Regions from separate parts of the Sus scrofa genome. Here regions 2, 3, 4 and 5 are each linked to region 1. Evidence: chromatin contacts called from public Hi-C and HiChIP or PLAC-seq data. All regions are on one chromosome and are shown on one strand. Each heading gives the region's core, a stretch centred on a gene start, on an enhancer-like site or on the middle of the called end of the contact. The rest is flanking DNA. Distances are from core to core; before and after follow the strand shown. Region 1 holds the start of UBE2B (ubiquitin conjugating enzyme E2 B). Region 2 holds the start of SEC24A (SEC24 homolog A, COPII coat complex component). Region 3 has its middle 35 kb from the start of SAR1B. Region 4 holds the start of SKP1 (S-phase kinase-associated protein 1). Region 5 overlaps JADE2 (protein Jade-2).

Region 1 (2,883 bases), core at 150-2,649:
ATTAAAAGAGTTCAGAGTTCATACCAAAAGCTCTGACTGAGCACTGAGGCAACAGAGGAAGAGAACTCAATGACTTGAAGTAATCTCTGAATCCCAATGGTCAACATCACTGAGTCCCATAGTGGAGGACGTTTCAGGCCACGTACTTGCTACACTAAAAAAACGTGAAATAAGTTACCCAGTCTCTAGATACAATCTCCCATCCATGTCTGCAGTATCCCCCAGATCTGATCATACTTTTAGATTTCTTTGACACCAACTACAAATGGATAAACTCTTGAGATCAAATCCCTACATTTCTTGACAAATAAAACCATACTCCATGTTAGCTAAATCCATGGACTGTGACACAAATCCTCACATGAGAGCACACCCATAAAGGAAAACAAAATTCTGTAATTCCACAGTGATTATAAACCAACATTAGACAATCTGTACACTATTTTTTTTTTTTTGACCACCCCTGCGGCACGCCAAGGTCCGGAGCCACAGCAATGAGAGTGCTGAGTCCTTAACCACTCCACCACCCGGGAAACCCTGTACACCCGTTCTTTTATCTCTGCCCAGAATTTCCAATCCTGGAAACCCACTGCAGTGTATATGCAGACTATTTTGGTGGTCCTAAGGAAGCATTTCAAGGGATTTTACTTGCTAGGAGCCTGAGCATTCAACAATGAGAAAAAAGGAGGTCCCTTCACTCTTCCCCCACATACCATATTTGATAAGCCATTGAATCAACCAGTGGGGATATCCAAATTATTTGGGGCTCTGTTTTAGAGAGTTAAGAAACACAACAAACTAGTGCTTCCGACACATCATTGATTGCTGTTAATGAGAGAAACCAGAGACATAAGTAATAAAGGTGTATATCCACCCTGAGCCCCGTCAATTTAACCACCCGGTTCAAAAACCTGGCTAAAACTCAGATCCCGGCGACGCTCTCACGTGACCCGTTCTAATCACGTCATAGGGACACGTGGTTCTAGATACTTCGTCCCCTCCCCCTCAGGGGTGGATTGTTGACAACGCCGCCGGTAGTCACGTGATCTTGCGTCATCCCACCTCCTTTCCCTGAAATCTCTGGTCCCGGATACGTCCCTCTCTCCCCACCCGGTCGAGCCTAAGCTAGTGAAAGAGGGGGATACGAGTTGGTGTTTCGGTTTCAGTATCTCCTGATCTACAATCTCCAGTCGGAGCACAGAGCACAATAACTGGTCGACTAGTTAAGGAAACCAAAATGGATAGGGTCCCTACTGAAGGGCTCCCATAAAGAGCTCTCCTACCTCCCACCCCTTTCTCCCCAACCCCTCACTTCATGGTACCGGCGGAGGGCGGAGGGATCTGGAGGCGGCGGAGGGAGACGTCATTGCAGGGTTGTTTGTGCAGCCTCGGCGGCGGCGGTGACCCACAGTGATTCGGCCGCCGCGCCGGGGGGTGGGGGGGCTGTGCGGGACTCTTTTCTTTCGGACTGACCGCGGGGCAGCTGGGGAGCATGTCGACCCCGGCCCGGAGGAGACTTATGCGAGATTTCAAGCGGTAAGGGCCTTCATCTTCACCGGATGACGGCTCCTCCCCAAGCTGCGGGGTTGCAGGGCGGGGATCCGGGACACCTTCCCCTCATGACCCTAAGAGGGCCGCTGTGGGCCCTCCGGGATTGACGGAAGCCCAGTCCTAGCCCCTGTTCGCAGTCCGTCAGCCTTGCTTGTTCACTCCTTCGACGTAAGAAATTTCGATATCCCCTCACCACTCCCCTCCCCCCGGAAGAAGTAAGAAGATGGCTTTGGCTGTCCTAGGATTCCTTGTTGTCCACTTGGGCCAGTTGCCTGATGCCTCACCCTGGCGTCCAAACCTCATCACCCACTGCTGCACTTTGTGGTGCCCCCTCACTGCCCTAAAAGCGAGCGCTTGAGAAACCTTTCCCCCGGTAGCTGCACTAGTTGGCTTTGTTGGATGAGCCTGCGGTCTCCTCCGAGGGCCAGGGTTGGGGCGACCACCTTGCCCCCCCACCCCCCCACCCCCGCCACACGCTCACGCAGACACACACACCCCCTGCCATTCTTCAGCGAGGGTGGGATCTGATGCGCGAGGGCCGGAGGTTGTTATCCCGTCCTCTGAAACCCGACTCTTCCCCGCTCGCCTGAAAAGACCTTGAGAACTGGCGTAGAGACCTGGGACTCAGGGCTGGCAACGGCGGCTGCCAGTGCCTTCTGGAACTCAGCTCTGTGGCCTGGTGTATAAAGCCCTATCTATAGCCTCAAAGTCTGGAAAAATGCCTTCCTTGAGTCTGGCGCTAACCTGATACTCCCTGGGCCTCCTTTTGTAAAACAGGGTTGTGTAAGGAGGTGTTGGCATGAGTGAGGAGGAAGTGACTTCAGTTTTGTTGCCTTTAATTCAATACCTGGAGGTAGGGGGAGAAAAAGAGAAGACTTAGCATTGCCCTCCTCTGCACATTTTTAAGTGGGTTTCTGGGAGACCCACCCCGATCGAGACAAAATATTTAGTGTAAAAACTTAGTCATTCAGGAAGTAACCTCTCAACCATTGTAAACCCTTAGGTGAGGCCCTTGGAAGCCATTGTTTGGGGCTTTGGCCAGTTTATCATTGAATGTATTTGTAATTTAGCCTTTATCTTTAGTGGACGGCTCTCAGGCAGCATATCCATGGTCATCTGTATTCTGCTTGAGGTTGACTAAAAAGAGCCATTTGGGGGGAAACTAATTTCAAGTATCATATTACATGGCAGTCGCTATGTATACATAAAATGTAGCATTTATTTCTTTATTGAGATGAAAGTCTAGAAGGAGGTGCTCTCTTTGGTGCAAATCTAGTCTTCTCCAGCTTGAAAAGAGTATTTTCAGATTAGCTCCCATAAGTAAAATTCAAA
Region 2 (2,883 bases), core at 256-2,755, 230 kb after region 1:
GCTGTGTTGCTGTGGCGTAGGCTGGCAGCTACCACTCTGATTCAACCCCTAGCCTGGGAACTTCCATATGCCACGAGTGCAGCCCTAAAAAGCAGAAAAAAAAGAAAAAAGAAAATAAAGAGAATTAAACCAATGCAAGTTTGAGACCAGGTATAAGGATCTGCTCTTTTGAAGAGCAATACTGATTTTTCAGTCTGACCTCAGGGAGGTTCAGTTCTGAGGATTTTCTGTTTAAGCCACTGAGAGGCTTGTGTTTTTGTCTGTTTTCAGGTGTTCTTGGGATATATGATTTGGGATTTTGTTATAGGGGCTCTCAGCTGAAAACAGTTGGATGAAAATTATCATCTTCATCCCAAAGAAGACTTCGTACTTGTATCTTGTACAAGGAGTTTGATTTTTCAGTTTCACACACAGCAAACACATTTTTACACATCTGAGACAGGTGACAGAAAAAGGATAAAGGGTAATAGTTATTTGAATTATTACTGTTCCTTTTTCAGGCCTTAGCAGTTTAGTTCTTACTCTTTTTTGTATGTAATATAACATTTCATAGCAGGCATTTGATTGCAAATGAATTAAATAAGATGTATTTCACCTTTCTCAGGTTTTGGCACCCTAGGCATGACATTTTAATCAACAGTACAAATCTGTTGTTTCAAGAAGCGCTTTATCAATCAGCTCAGAACAGGAAAACCTAAGTATAATGAAGGTGGCTAAGATGAGGATTGAGATCATTAGTTAACTATGTTGTCTAATTACTCCAGTTTCTACCTCCCTTTGGCCTCAGAAGTAAAAAGTCAACTTGCCAAAAAAAAAAAAAAAAAACCCTCGTTGCCTGAAAAGGCAGTTTGTTGCACCTTACTGTAAACTCTTAGAAGAGGAACTAAAACTGCCATTTAAATAAGATGTTAATGAGATTTGGGGTGACTATGCTATGAATCAGCGAATTTGAAAACTAAAATTACTTCTGAATCCTCCGGTCAAAAAGCAAAGGCCTCCTCTTGGATTTGATTACTTTTACCATATGTGCATAATTAACCACCCCTTTAAAAAATTTCCTTACAATTTACACCTGTAATATGACGAAATATGAAATACTGCGACGAACATTAATCGGTCCAGCTATCCGAGGTATAGTCTCAGCAGGGGATGATGATGTCTGTCGTCTCAGCTCATCTTCACAAAAACTAGAGAAGAGGAACTGTCCATCCCACCCCTTGAAAGCTGCCACTGAAGCCGGGATTGCGCTTGGATCCCGGCAGTGCCGGCGAGATGACGTTCACGCGGTGGGGATTTCCGTATCGGTGACACGCCACTTCCGGTCGCTGGTGAGAATCAGTGACGTGGCAGGCGCGGCCAAGCACGGTCCTTCGGGCCGGGACACCCGGAGCAGTCAGGTGGCTTCTGGGCAGCCCCACAGGGAGAGAAGAGCTCACCGGCGGCGACAGCGGCGGCGGAGGGGGGAGAGGCCGGAGCCGGAAGTGCCACGTGTCCCGATTGCGCCTGCGCGGCCGGCGGCTGACAGGCAGTTCCGGCTGGGGCCTCCCTCGGTCTCTCTCCGCTCGGCTGCTTCCTCCCAGCCCGGCGTTCCCGGCCCGGCCGGCACGACTCTCGAGCCTCAGCACCCAGGCCAGGCCATGGCCGCCGGCGGGCTGGGGAGACTGTGGCGCCATGCCTAGGGCTTTATGCGCCTCCGGCTCTCTCTCCCTGCACCAGCCCTAAGTCGTTGGCCCCCTCCCTCCGCTTCCAGCAGTGGTCTTTCGGGTCGGCTTGGCGCTGTCGCAGACCCCGACCAGCCCCTTCCAGTCCCGACGAACACCGTCGTCATGTCCCAGCCCGGGATACCGGCCTCCGGCGCCGCCCCCACGGGCCTCCAGGCCCAGAACGGGGCCGCCCCAGCCTCGGGGTCTCATTACAGCAACGGTAAGTGCCGCTCAGAGGGGGCGTGGGGGCGGGAGGACGACCAAGTTCGGGCCCCCGGCTCGAGTTGACCTTTGGTTGCTGCCGCCGCCTGAGGCGACCGAGGAGGGGAGGGTGACCTCTCTGCCGGGGTCGGGAGCGGCTCAGGGTGCGAGGCCCCGCCACGGAGACCGCGGCTCGTCTTAGTGTTTCGTTTTTCATTATTTATTCATTCGTTCAGCAGACAGTTGTTGAGCCCTTGCTGTATGTAACGTCCAGGGTTTACGTGAGTGAGGAATACGGAGGCGGGCCGTACCTCACAATTCGCATCCAAGGCTCATAGTGTCTGTTTATGTGCCTTTCCCCTCCGCGCCGCCTCACTCACGTCTCGTAGAGAGCAGGATTTGGGGTTTGATTCATTCCAGTTCCGCAGTGGGGTGGGCGTCATACTCAGTGTGAATTGGCGGAGATGAACGAGTGAGTGCATGTTTTGGGGAGACCTCTTTAGGGCCCGCTCATCTCTCCCTGAACCTTCCCCGAATTGTAGTTAGGCCACCTGTTGTGGTTTTCAGCTTCGAAACAACTAAGTTAAGGGGAGGATCTGTTCAATTTCCAGAGGTCTTTAGATCACTGGGGAAGCGGTTGTACACGTCTCTGAACCTCTGACCAGAGTGTGCATGTGGCACTATAATTTTTCATTGGGTATGAGGCTGTCTTCTAATTGTGTACCCCTTCTAGGATTCTTTGAATTGTCCTATATTGTGATTTACTAAGTTTGCTATAATTGCTATTATTATATAAGACGTTTTCTGCCAACAGTTTGCCAAGTCACTAGTTTACTTGTAAAACTTTGGTTCTTGGAAACAAGTAGTAGAATAATTCTAAAATGCTTAATTGCCCGTTGGAATCTAAGATTGCTGGCAAGTTGGAGAAGATAGCCAATGACTAAAATAGCTACACTCTATTTTAGAGACTACTGTTTTC
Region 3 (2,883 bases), core at 219-2,718, 190 kb after region 1:
TTAAGGATCTACCTTTTCTGTGAGCTGTGGTGTAGATCGAGGCTCAGATCCGAGTTGCTGTGTTTGTGGCATAGGCCAGCGGCTGCAGCTCTGATTCGACCCCAGGCCAGGGAACCTCCATATGCCCCGGGTGTGGCCCTAAAAAGACCAAAAAAAAAAAAAAAATGAGGGGGCGAGTTCCCGCTGGGCCCAGCTCCTGCGGAGGGCCACAATGGGCAAGGATGTGAGGGGAGCCGACTGAGGAGCCACTGAAGGGGAGTTTAGGCAGGGGGCGCTCTGACCCTGGCCCACTGGCCCAAGGCCCTGAGGCAAGAGGGACTTGCTCCCTAACCCCCTCTTCCTGGAATCAGAGCCGGCGCAGCCCTGTTGTTTACGGATTCTCAGGGGCCTCCCCTCGTCCAGCCAGACCCACGCACTGCAGCGTGGGGCAGGGTGGGCACTGGCCCCATGGGTGCCCCGGGTTGGGGCTGGGGCAGGGCTGCCTAAGCACCCGGTGCCCATCCGGGAAGCCTGTGTCTGCCTGGGCCTGAGAAATAGCCACCTTCCCCCATTCGGGCTTCCCGGATGGCCTTCCCGGACACCTGAAACCGTGTAACCCAGGAGCCTGGAGGTAGCCGAATTCCTCCTGCCCACCCCCCTCGCAAAGAAGGAACATTCCATTGCCAAGGACTGCATGTTGTGATCAACATGAAACTCAGAAGAGCACCCGGGCTTGCAAAAGCCAAGGGGGAAAAGTGACTCAGCAAAATAAACCTTCAGCTGTGGAGATTTTGAACGGCTATTTTGGGGCGCTGGGTGGCTGCCTGGTTCTGGTGACAGGTGCTTGGCATACAAAGCATGGCTTCCCACTTGCCAGTCCTAGTAGTTAAACTCATCAGCTTAGGGAAGGAAGCCGAGGGGGCTCGGGAAGGAGCTGCGGGGCAGGGGGGCGGGGGGGTGGCCTCTTAGCTGCCTTGTCCATCCGAAGACCTGTAAGTAGGCTCGTGTCAAGGGGGAGCAGAGAGGATGCTCAAATCTTAGGGACCCCTCTGCCCTCCCAGAGCACTTCCTTCTGGTTGAGAAAGGCTATGGGAGCAGCACCAACCTACACCATCAATCCCGGTGCCTGCTCCGCCCTCATCTAAGGAGCCTCATCTGGGTGACAGGACCTCGGGGGTTGGGGGGTGGGGGGTGAGAGCTCATCTCGCCACCACCTTCTCCAGGACAGCCTCTGCACTCTGGTGACAGAGAGCCTGTCACTGTATAAGCAACTCACCGCCAAGCCCTCTGTGTTGAATTTAAAAGGTCCTTCTTAAGTTCTTCACCTGCTCTTGTCGCCCTGAAACTTGATGTTTCTGTTCACAGGCTGTCCTAAGCCCCAGAGCCACAGAGGTCAAGTCCAGTCCACTGTTCATGGGCAGCCCTTGGGCTGTGTGACTTAGGAGACATTTCAAGTCCCGAGGACATTCCTAGGGGATTAGGAGGCAGGGTGTGCCCCTCCCCCGCTCCCAAGCCACATCTACTGCTTGATGAATGGGACGGCCTTACAAGGGGCAGGCAAAGCCAGTCCCAGGGAAGAGGTTTGGGGGGGCTGGCACGTCAGAGAGGGACAGATGCAGCCTCAACGCCCCCTCCCAGCAGTTATCCCCAGTGAGCCTGCAGCCCCCACCCTGTAGCTTGGTGACACCTGCTGTGTCAAGAGCTTCAGCCTGTGTGTTAGTTTGACCTGAAACCTGCATCTCCCTCCTCATCAGCGCCCCACGTTCTGGGGCACATGCGCTACAGTCAGGATGGCATCCTGAGAAGGACACGTATCTATCCAGATGGTCCCAACTACAAACAGAGTGTCTGAGTTCCCACTGTGGCTCAGTGGAAAGGAATCTGACTACTGTTTATGAGGTCGCAGGTTTGCTGCCATGAGCTGTGGTGTAGGTCGCAGATGTGGCTCGGATTTGGCGTGGCTGTCGCTGTGGTGTGTAGACCCGCAGCTGCAGCTCCAATTAGACCCCTAGCCTGGGAACCTCCATATGCCGTGGGTACAAAAAAAAAAAAAAAAAGGCGTGTCCAGATCCTGATCTCTTGGCCCCGGGAGCAGGCTGTCCTGGTGGATCCCAGGCTTCTATCTTGGGTTGGAAAACATGGTCGCACATCAATAAAATGTTGGTCTTGGAGCCGGGGCTCAAAGTAGCTCCTTGTCACGACAGGTGAGGAGCAGGTCGAAAGATGGGCAAGGAGTTCCCGTTGTGGCTCAGTGGTTAACGAATCCAACTAGGAACCATGAGGTTGTAGGTTTGATCCCTGACCTTGCTCAGTGGGTTAAGGATCTGGCATTGCTGTGAGCTGTGGTGTAGGTCAGCGGCTACAGCTCTGATCCGAATCCTAGCCTGGGAGCCTCGGGTGCAGCTCAAGAAATGGCAAAAAAAAAAAAAAAAAAAAAAAAAAAAAAAAAAAAAAAAAGATGGGCAAGAGCAGCTCAGTGCGTGGCTCCTCCTCCCTCAGGCCTTGTGCTCTCCTCCTCCGCTCCCCTCCCGGCTCCTCCTGATACTCCCCGAAGGCACCTCTGCAACCTCTGCAGGCTCTGCACTCGACCTGCCCCCGTCACAGCATCCCCTTCGCTCCCAGGCCTCTGCTGAGACTGTCCTTCCTCACTCCTCCCCCACTAAGCAGCCTGTACTCCTCAAGATTTGGCTCTGGTGCCCCCTTTCTAGAAACGGTGTTTGGAGGCTTTTCCTTTTTTTTTTTTTTTTGGCTTTTTAGGGCCACACCGGTGACATGTGGAGGTTCCCAGGCTAGGGGTTGAATCGGAGCTGCAGCTGCCAGCCTACACCACAGCCATAGCCACCCGGGATCCGAGCTGCATCTGTGACCCACACCCCAGCTCACAGCACCACCTGATCCCTGACC
Region 4 (2,883 bases), core at 229-2,728, 180 kb before region 1:
CTTTGATGTGGTATGTTCTCCAGACCATTCCTTCAATTCCGTATGCGCCGGCACTTTTGAGTTAAATCACCCTCCAGGAGGAGGGGTCTATCAAACATCATAAAAGAAAAAAAACCTGTTTAAGTGACCCGAAGTTCTGACACTTCTTCTTATAGGGCAAAGTGAAATCTGCGTTGCTCTATGACACACAAACATTCTGCTGTGACGCTCTCATGAAAACATTCATGAGCCCAAACTCCAACCTTTAGTCTCCATTAAAAAGCAAACCAAAGCAGGTGAACATCCTATCCCTTCGAAAACCTCTTAGTAAGTTTACGGAGTTGGTGCACCTAAAAGCCAAACCACTGTGGCGATGGCACCTGCTACTCCAACAATTGCTTCAACAACCGCGGGCTGTGGCAAAATAATGGGCGACAAATATTCCGAAGGAGCAGGCAGCTCTCTGCCGAAATTCGGCTCCGGCGCAGTTAACCAGGACGAGTGACGCCAGACACAGGGGCGAGAAAGACTGAGAGCCAAGAATCCAGCTGCGGGACGACCCTACCACGCTTCCTCTGGGACACCCGAACAACAAACGGACAAACGCCCATGCTCACGACGACCCAGAGAAGTCCATTAAAAGCCCCGCCACCACCCTCGCCCTGGCTTCCCGGGGCCGATGGGCTCAACCGCCGAGGGAGGCCCCGGCCGCAGCCTGGGCCTGCAGCCTTGCTCCGCGACGGCTGAGGGTCGCCCCGCGCAGAGAAGGCCCAATCCCGGTTCCGCTCACACCTTCTCCCTCCCGCCCGCCTGGGCGCGGTGAAGACTAGCGGCTAAAAGAGGCCTCGGCAAGTCGAGGGGCGGTGTGGGAGGTGAATGGCACCTCCGGGAGAATGGGGTCGACGACGGCTTTCACCGGGCCTGAGGGAAGGCCAGGCCCAGGTGCCTGCCGTTTCGAGCAAGGCCAAAGCCGCAGCGGGGCGGCCCGCGGCTCGCAATCTGCGGCGCCACCGCCCCCTTTCAGCTCAGGCGGCGGGTACTCACGGTGTTTGGGCTCAAGGAGATGGCGGGCCGGAGGCTGACGAGAGAAGGGCGGTGTCCGCAACCGGAGAGACAGAAAAGCGACGCACAAGGCGACTTCAACCGAGTGGCGCGGCGTCGCCTTTATAGCAGCGGGCGCAGGCGCCGAGGACCCCGGGGCCCGTGACGTCACAGAGACGGCAGGGCTGGCCGCCGAGATCGCCTGACGGCAGGCGCAGACCGGCGGGGCGAGGCGCGGCGGGCCTTGAGTCTCACCCCTTCCCTCGAAAGCGGCGCTCACTCCCCTCAAAGCGGAAACGGGGGACTGGCTCAGATACTCCACGGCCTGCAAGGGTCTTTCAGGCGGGAGCTGGCCTAAGTCGAATTAAAGACCCCAGTCCCGAAAAGCCTAGAAACCTGGAGCGAGGGGCCGGGAGGGAGAGCGCGGGGAGTAGCGGGGAGAGAGGGGCGGAGTGGGGAGGGAGAGGCGTCTGTGTTAGGGGTGGTGTTTGGGAGGGGCTGCAGCTCCTTTTCATGATGGGGAAACTGGGACTCTGAGAAAGAAAGGGCGCTGATCTTTGCAGCCAGCGCTGTGAGATTTTGCTCAGGGCCTCAGTGTCCTCCCCTGAACCCTACATGAGTTAGCTCACTCTCCACAATAATGCATAAGAAGAAATATCAGGAGTTCCCCTCGTGGCTCAGTGGTTAACGAATCCGACTAGAAACCATGAGGTTTCGGGTTCGATCCCTGGCCTCGCTCAGTGGGTTAAGGATTTGGAGTGGCCATGAGCTGTGGTGTAGGTCACAGTCGCGACTCGGATCCCACGTTGTGGCTCTGGTGTAGGCCGGTGGCTACAGCTCCGATTCGACCCCTAGCCAGGGAACCTCCGTATGCCTTGGGTGCGGCCCTAGAAAGACAAAAAGACAAAAAAAAAAAAAGAAGAAGAAATACCATTACCCTTTTCTCTTTGACTTGTGAGGGAACAGGTTCAAAACGGTTCAGTGGCAGAGCAAGGATTGTTTGATACTCTCAACTCTGATTTCCTATCGACTTCTGAAGAGGCCTCCAATCCAAAGTAACCACTGTTTCAGGGAAACCCCAAGTTAGCAAAAGTGTATTGGGTGGGGGGAGGGCGAGGTGATGGGTGCTAGGAATTCGGCAGCGAACGAGGCAGCCAGAGTCCAGCCTGCAGAGAGCCCTTGTGTGGGATGCTCCCTAAAGGCTGTGTTAGGGTCCCTAAGATGAAACCAACCCTCAAGGGAAAGGGGTTAGTCTGCAAATTCCCACTCCCACCCTCTCCAGTCAGGGACTTTGACCTGCTCTACCCTGCTCTGTTTAGAGAACAATGCCACCCCTCTGGAGGAGACTAAGGCGCCAGGCTCACCTAACCAGCAGGCACGTGATGGTATTCCTGACGCCAAGGAGACAAAGGACACTTCCACACAGGGCCCCCTAAAGAAATCAGAAGCCTGCAGCTCTTCTGAGATGGGACTGGGCAGGGAGACCAAGCAGCTCCTTGGGTTACCAGGTCTTTGTCTCCAAGCTGTGGTATCCAGTGTCTGCCAGGTGCCACAGCTGATGTCGGGAAGATGAAAGGACCTACAGCTCTCAGACTTTTTCTCCACAAGCCTGCCCTGCCCTAAGCAGCTCCAGCTTCTGGTCTCTTAGTTAAGGCCCACTAGATCCCCTTTGCTCCCCTGCCTGTGGCATATAAGGGCCACCTTGTAGCCTAGTTGAGCATCCTAAGCAGGACTGGGCAGTGCCAGATTACACGTCTAGCTGGAGGATCTGGCACAGGGCCTGGCATTAGGAAGGTGTATGTTTTTTCCAAAATGTCTGGGGGCCCCTAATATTAGAATCACCGAGATATTCTTGGGTGGCTT
Region 5 (2,883 bases), core at 283-2,782, 150 kb after region 1:
CTTGCCCACCACTCAAACTCTGTTCTCAAACAGGTCAGAGCACGTACATTCGTGTAGCACATTCCTTTTTCTTTTTAGGGCTGTACCTGTGGCATATGGAAGTTTCCAGGCTAGGTTAACTCAGAGCTGCAGCTGCCAGCCTACGCCACAGCCACAGCAACACGGGTTCCGAGCTGCATCTGTGACGCCACAGCTTGAGGCGATGCTGGATCCTTCACCCACTGAGCGATACCAGGGATTGAACCCTAGTCCTCACGGACACTGTCAGGGTCTTAACGTGCTGAGCCACAGCAGGAACCCCCGGCACATTGATTGAAGATCTTCTGTATACGAAGCCCTGTGCTGGGTTCAGAGAAGCTGCGTTATTATCCTTCCTGCTTTCGTGTGGTCGTATCTTTGAGTGAGGGGGCAGGAGGCCCCCTGGAGTTGCCTTCGCCTTCTCGCGTGCTGGCCTGCGGAGCAGCCCACCGTGAGGCGCGCTGAGGCCGTTCTCTCCCTCCCGTGCTCCTGACAGGTTTTCCGGACAGACCTGATCACAGCCATGAAGATCCCAGACTCCTACCAGCTCAGCCCGGATGACTACTACATCCTGGCAGACCCGTGGCGACAGGAATGGGAGAAAGGCGTGCAGGTGCCCGCTGGGGCAGAGGCCATTCCGGAGCCTGTGGTCAGGTGAGCTGGGCGGTCCAGGCCGGGGGACCGCAGGCAGGGGAGGAAGGGGGAGGCTAGGGCCAGTCAAGGACCCTACCAGTCCTGAGATTGCCTTTACTTTCTAGGATATCCTCAGGCTTTTGTTTTTGTTTCTTTGGTCCTAAAAAGCTGGTGGTGTACCTCGGAGGCTAAGGGCTTGGGCTCACGCTCAGCTCTGGAGCCAGACAGCCTGGATTCAAAGGGCTGCTCACATTCAATGGGACGTTGGGCTAGAAATGTAGTCTCCCTGGGCCTCAGTTTCCTTGTCTGTGAAATGGGAGTGATAACAGAAACCTGGCGCCATGCAGTGGTCAAGATGACATAGGGAGACGACGCAGGGAAGGCCCTGGGCGTAGGACCTGGCACACGCCAGCGCTCAGTGAAAATGGACGTGGACTTAGCTTGCTGTCGATCCAAACTAGGTCCCACCGGAGGATCGTATCAGGGAAGTCTCCAGGCTTTTAACTAGTCCTTAAGACGGAGATAAGCCATGCTCTGGACTTGTTAAACCTTTTAAGGAGTTCTTAGCAGGAGGAAGTCAAGTGCCTGGCACACACATCAGATGCTCAGGAAGCGGTTGCTAAGACCAGCCTCTGAGGAGGCCCCCTGCCAGGCTGGGTCAGGGCTGGGGCACCAGTGAGTCCTCTCCGGGCTTTGTAGCCTTCCGGTCTTGTAGGTCAGAGACACCCCTGGTGCTCCTGTCGGGAGGTGGCCTCCTGGCCACGGGCCTTGCCTCCGTTGGCAGAGCTTAGCCAAGTGCTTCTTTCCGCACCCTGGGAGATGCTCCAGGTCATGTCTCGGGACAGAGGGGCCTGCTGTCCCAGCCTCCCCTGCCCACTGGCCCGCCTGGGCCGGGCAGCTCGTGTTACTGGCAGTTTATTCCCAGCCTTGGCAGCCCCATGGCTCTCGCTTAGGCCCATTTTGACCAGGCCTTGGGCGAAGATCTCGGCCGTCACCTCCCTTGACATTGGCACTTTGCTTCCTGGCAGCCACACTGATGACTGGCTCACAGACGCCCAGTGCCTGCCTGGTGCCAGGCCTGTGCTGGGCATGGGAGTACAGAGGCGAAGCAGACGCTAAGCCCTACTCGGCGCTCGGTGAGGACTGGGTATTGGGCAGTGCTCGTCCTCCTGGTGCCTGGGGGCAGAGTGCCCACCAGCTCTTGTCTTCCACCCTTCTAGAATCAGGGAAGCACCTCCCTGGGTGAGAGTATGTGCAAGATTTGGAAGAAGAATTTATTCTCTGCCTCTCCTGCCCAGGACCAAAAAGGGGGGGGTCAGACTCTTGGCGGGTTTCTCACTCTCACCTCTGTAAACTGAGGGGCTGTTACCGGCCTCTCTGAGCCCGTTCCCTCCTCTGCAAAACGGGGCTGATAACAGTACACAGTCCAAGGCTGTGGTGCTGAGGGATAAATGAGAATTCTCATGCCCAGGGCCCAGGACAACGAGGCAGAGGGGCGGGTCACTAGCTGGGCAGAGAGACATGCGTGCGGATCAGGCCCTTCTCTCCTTGAAGGCTGGGAGATCCCAGAGACATTGGCCGGCCTGGGTGATCAACTGCAGATGCCTCAACACCAGTGGCAGCCAGTGTTGCATCTGTTCTGACAGCTCTGGCTCCAGCCATGTGCACATGGCTGCTGTAGGCTGAGAAGAGCCAGGCACTCCTGGCCTGTCCATGGTCTTTGGAGGGGATAGGCTGAGGGGGAGGGCAGGGAGGGATGCTCTGGTGGAGATCTCAGGGCCCCTTCTTCCCCTGTCTCCCTCCAGCCTGGTCCCCACATCGCCCAGGACACCTGCCACTGCACAGCCCTCATCTGGAAGCCAGCACGGCAGCCACCATGGTTAGAGCTGTTATAGGAACTCTGTTCCTGAGAACTGGCTGTGCTGAGCCTGCCAGACTCATCTTCACATTTAATTACCATATCAGGCCTCGGAAGGGCATCTTACTGTCCCCATTTAACAGATGAGGAAGTTGGGAAATTCTGGGGAATTCCCTGCATGACCGCCAGGGCCTTGTGGGCTGGGCCAGGAAGTCACAGGCCACAGGAACAGGCCCTGGGGTGCCCCTCGGTGGCCTGAAGAGAGTCTTGTGCGCTGATCACCTTGGCATGCTGACTCTGACTGCCCTCCCCCAGCTGCCCCCCCATCCCCCTCTCGTGCCCAGTGCGTCCGTCCCCCGTCCCCACCGCACCCC

Evidence for each region. A called contact is a pair of places that touch in the nucleus more often than the background predicts. HiChIP or PLAC-seq counts read pairs in DNA pulled down with a chosen protein or histone mark.
Region 2: a contact with region 1 is called in a Hi-C map of skeletal muscle, with 7 times the contacts expected there. The contact joins the promoter of SEC24A here to the promoter of UBE2B in region 1. A contact is called at or near these places in 1 of 5 promoter capture datasets (liver), 5 of 47 Hi-C or Micro-C datasets (embryonic fibroblasts, heart right ventricle, liver and 1 more) and 2 of 2 datasets of contacts at active chromatin or transcription factors (alveolar macrophages and skeletal muscle).
Region 3: an H3K27ac HiChIP or PLAC-seq map of skeletal muscle shows a contact between it and region 1. The contact joins the enhancer-like site here to the promoter of UBE2B in region 1. A contact is called at or near these places in 5 of 5 promoter capture datasets (fetal liver, fetal skeletal muscle, liver and 1 more), 5 of 47 Hi-C or Micro-C datasets (alveolar macrophages, heart right ventricle, liver and 1 more) and 2 of 2 datasets of contacts at active chromatin or transcription factors (alveolar macrophages and skeletal muscle).
Region 4: an H3K27ac HiChIP or PLAC-seq map of alveolar macrophages shows a contact between it and region 1. The contact joins the promoter of SKP1 here to the promoter of UBE2B in region 1. A contact is called at or near these places in 2 of 5 promoter capture datasets (fetal liver and liver), 6 of 47 Hi-C or Micro-C datasets (blood, embryonic fibroblasts, heart right ventricle and 2 more) and 1 of 2 datasets of contacts at active chromatin or transcription factors (alveolar macrophages).
Region 5: a Hi-C map of skeletal muscle shows a contact between it and region 1, with 3 times the contacts expected there. The contact joins the enhancer-like site here to the promoter of UBE2B in region 1. A contact is called at or near these places in 2 of 5 promoter capture datasets (fetal liver and skeletal muscle), 4 of 47 Hi-C or Micro-C datasets (heart right ventricle, liver and skeletal muscle) and 2 of 2 datasets of contacts at active chromatin or transcription factors (alveolar macrophages and skeletal muscle).

Annotation. Positions count from the first base shown.
Region 1 is chr2:136,651,416-136,654,298 of Sscrofa11.1, forward strand. UBE2B (ubiquitin conjugating enzyme E2 B) reads left to right here and starts at 1,400. Exons shown (of 6, transcript NM_001257356.1): 1 at 1,400-1,536. The coding sequence starts at 1,493.
Region 2 is chr2:136,882,545-136,885,427 of Sscrofa11.1, forward strand. It overlaps SEC24A (SEC24 homolog A, COPII coat complex component), which reads left to right and starts at 1,506. Exons shown (of 23, transcript NM_001243924.1): 1 at 1,506-1,923. The coding sequence starts at 1,686.
Region 3 is chr2:136,837,478-136,840,360 of Sscrofa11.1, forward strand. It overlaps a transcript of SEC24A not described here. Among named protein-coding and RNA genes, the nearest start is that of SAR1B, 35 kb to the right of the region's middle. Within about 2 kb of position 1,469, at least 30 of the 83 cell types and tissues checked have an H3K27ac peak or open chromatin away from gene starts, as enhancers often do. A contact at or near this core is called in fetal liver, fetal skeletal muscle and skeletal muscle, where this site is marked.
Region 4 is chr2:136,474,886-136,477,768 of Sscrofa11.1, forward strand. SKP1 (S-phase kinase-associated protein 1) reads right to left here and starts at 1,479. Exons shown (of 6, transcript XM_021084761.1): 1 at 1,024-1,479.
Region 5 is chr2:136,803,354-136,806,236 of Sscrofa11.1, forward strand. JADE2 (protein Jade-2) reads left to right here. Exons shown (of 19, transcript XM_021084773.1): 11 at 515-672. Among named protein-coding and RNA genes, the nearest start is that of SAR1B, 69 kb to the right of the region's middle. Within about 2 kb of position 1,533, at least 8 of the 83 cell types and tissues checked have an H3K27ac peak or open chromatin away from gene starts, as enhancers often do. A contact at or near this core is called in skeletal muscle, where this site is marked.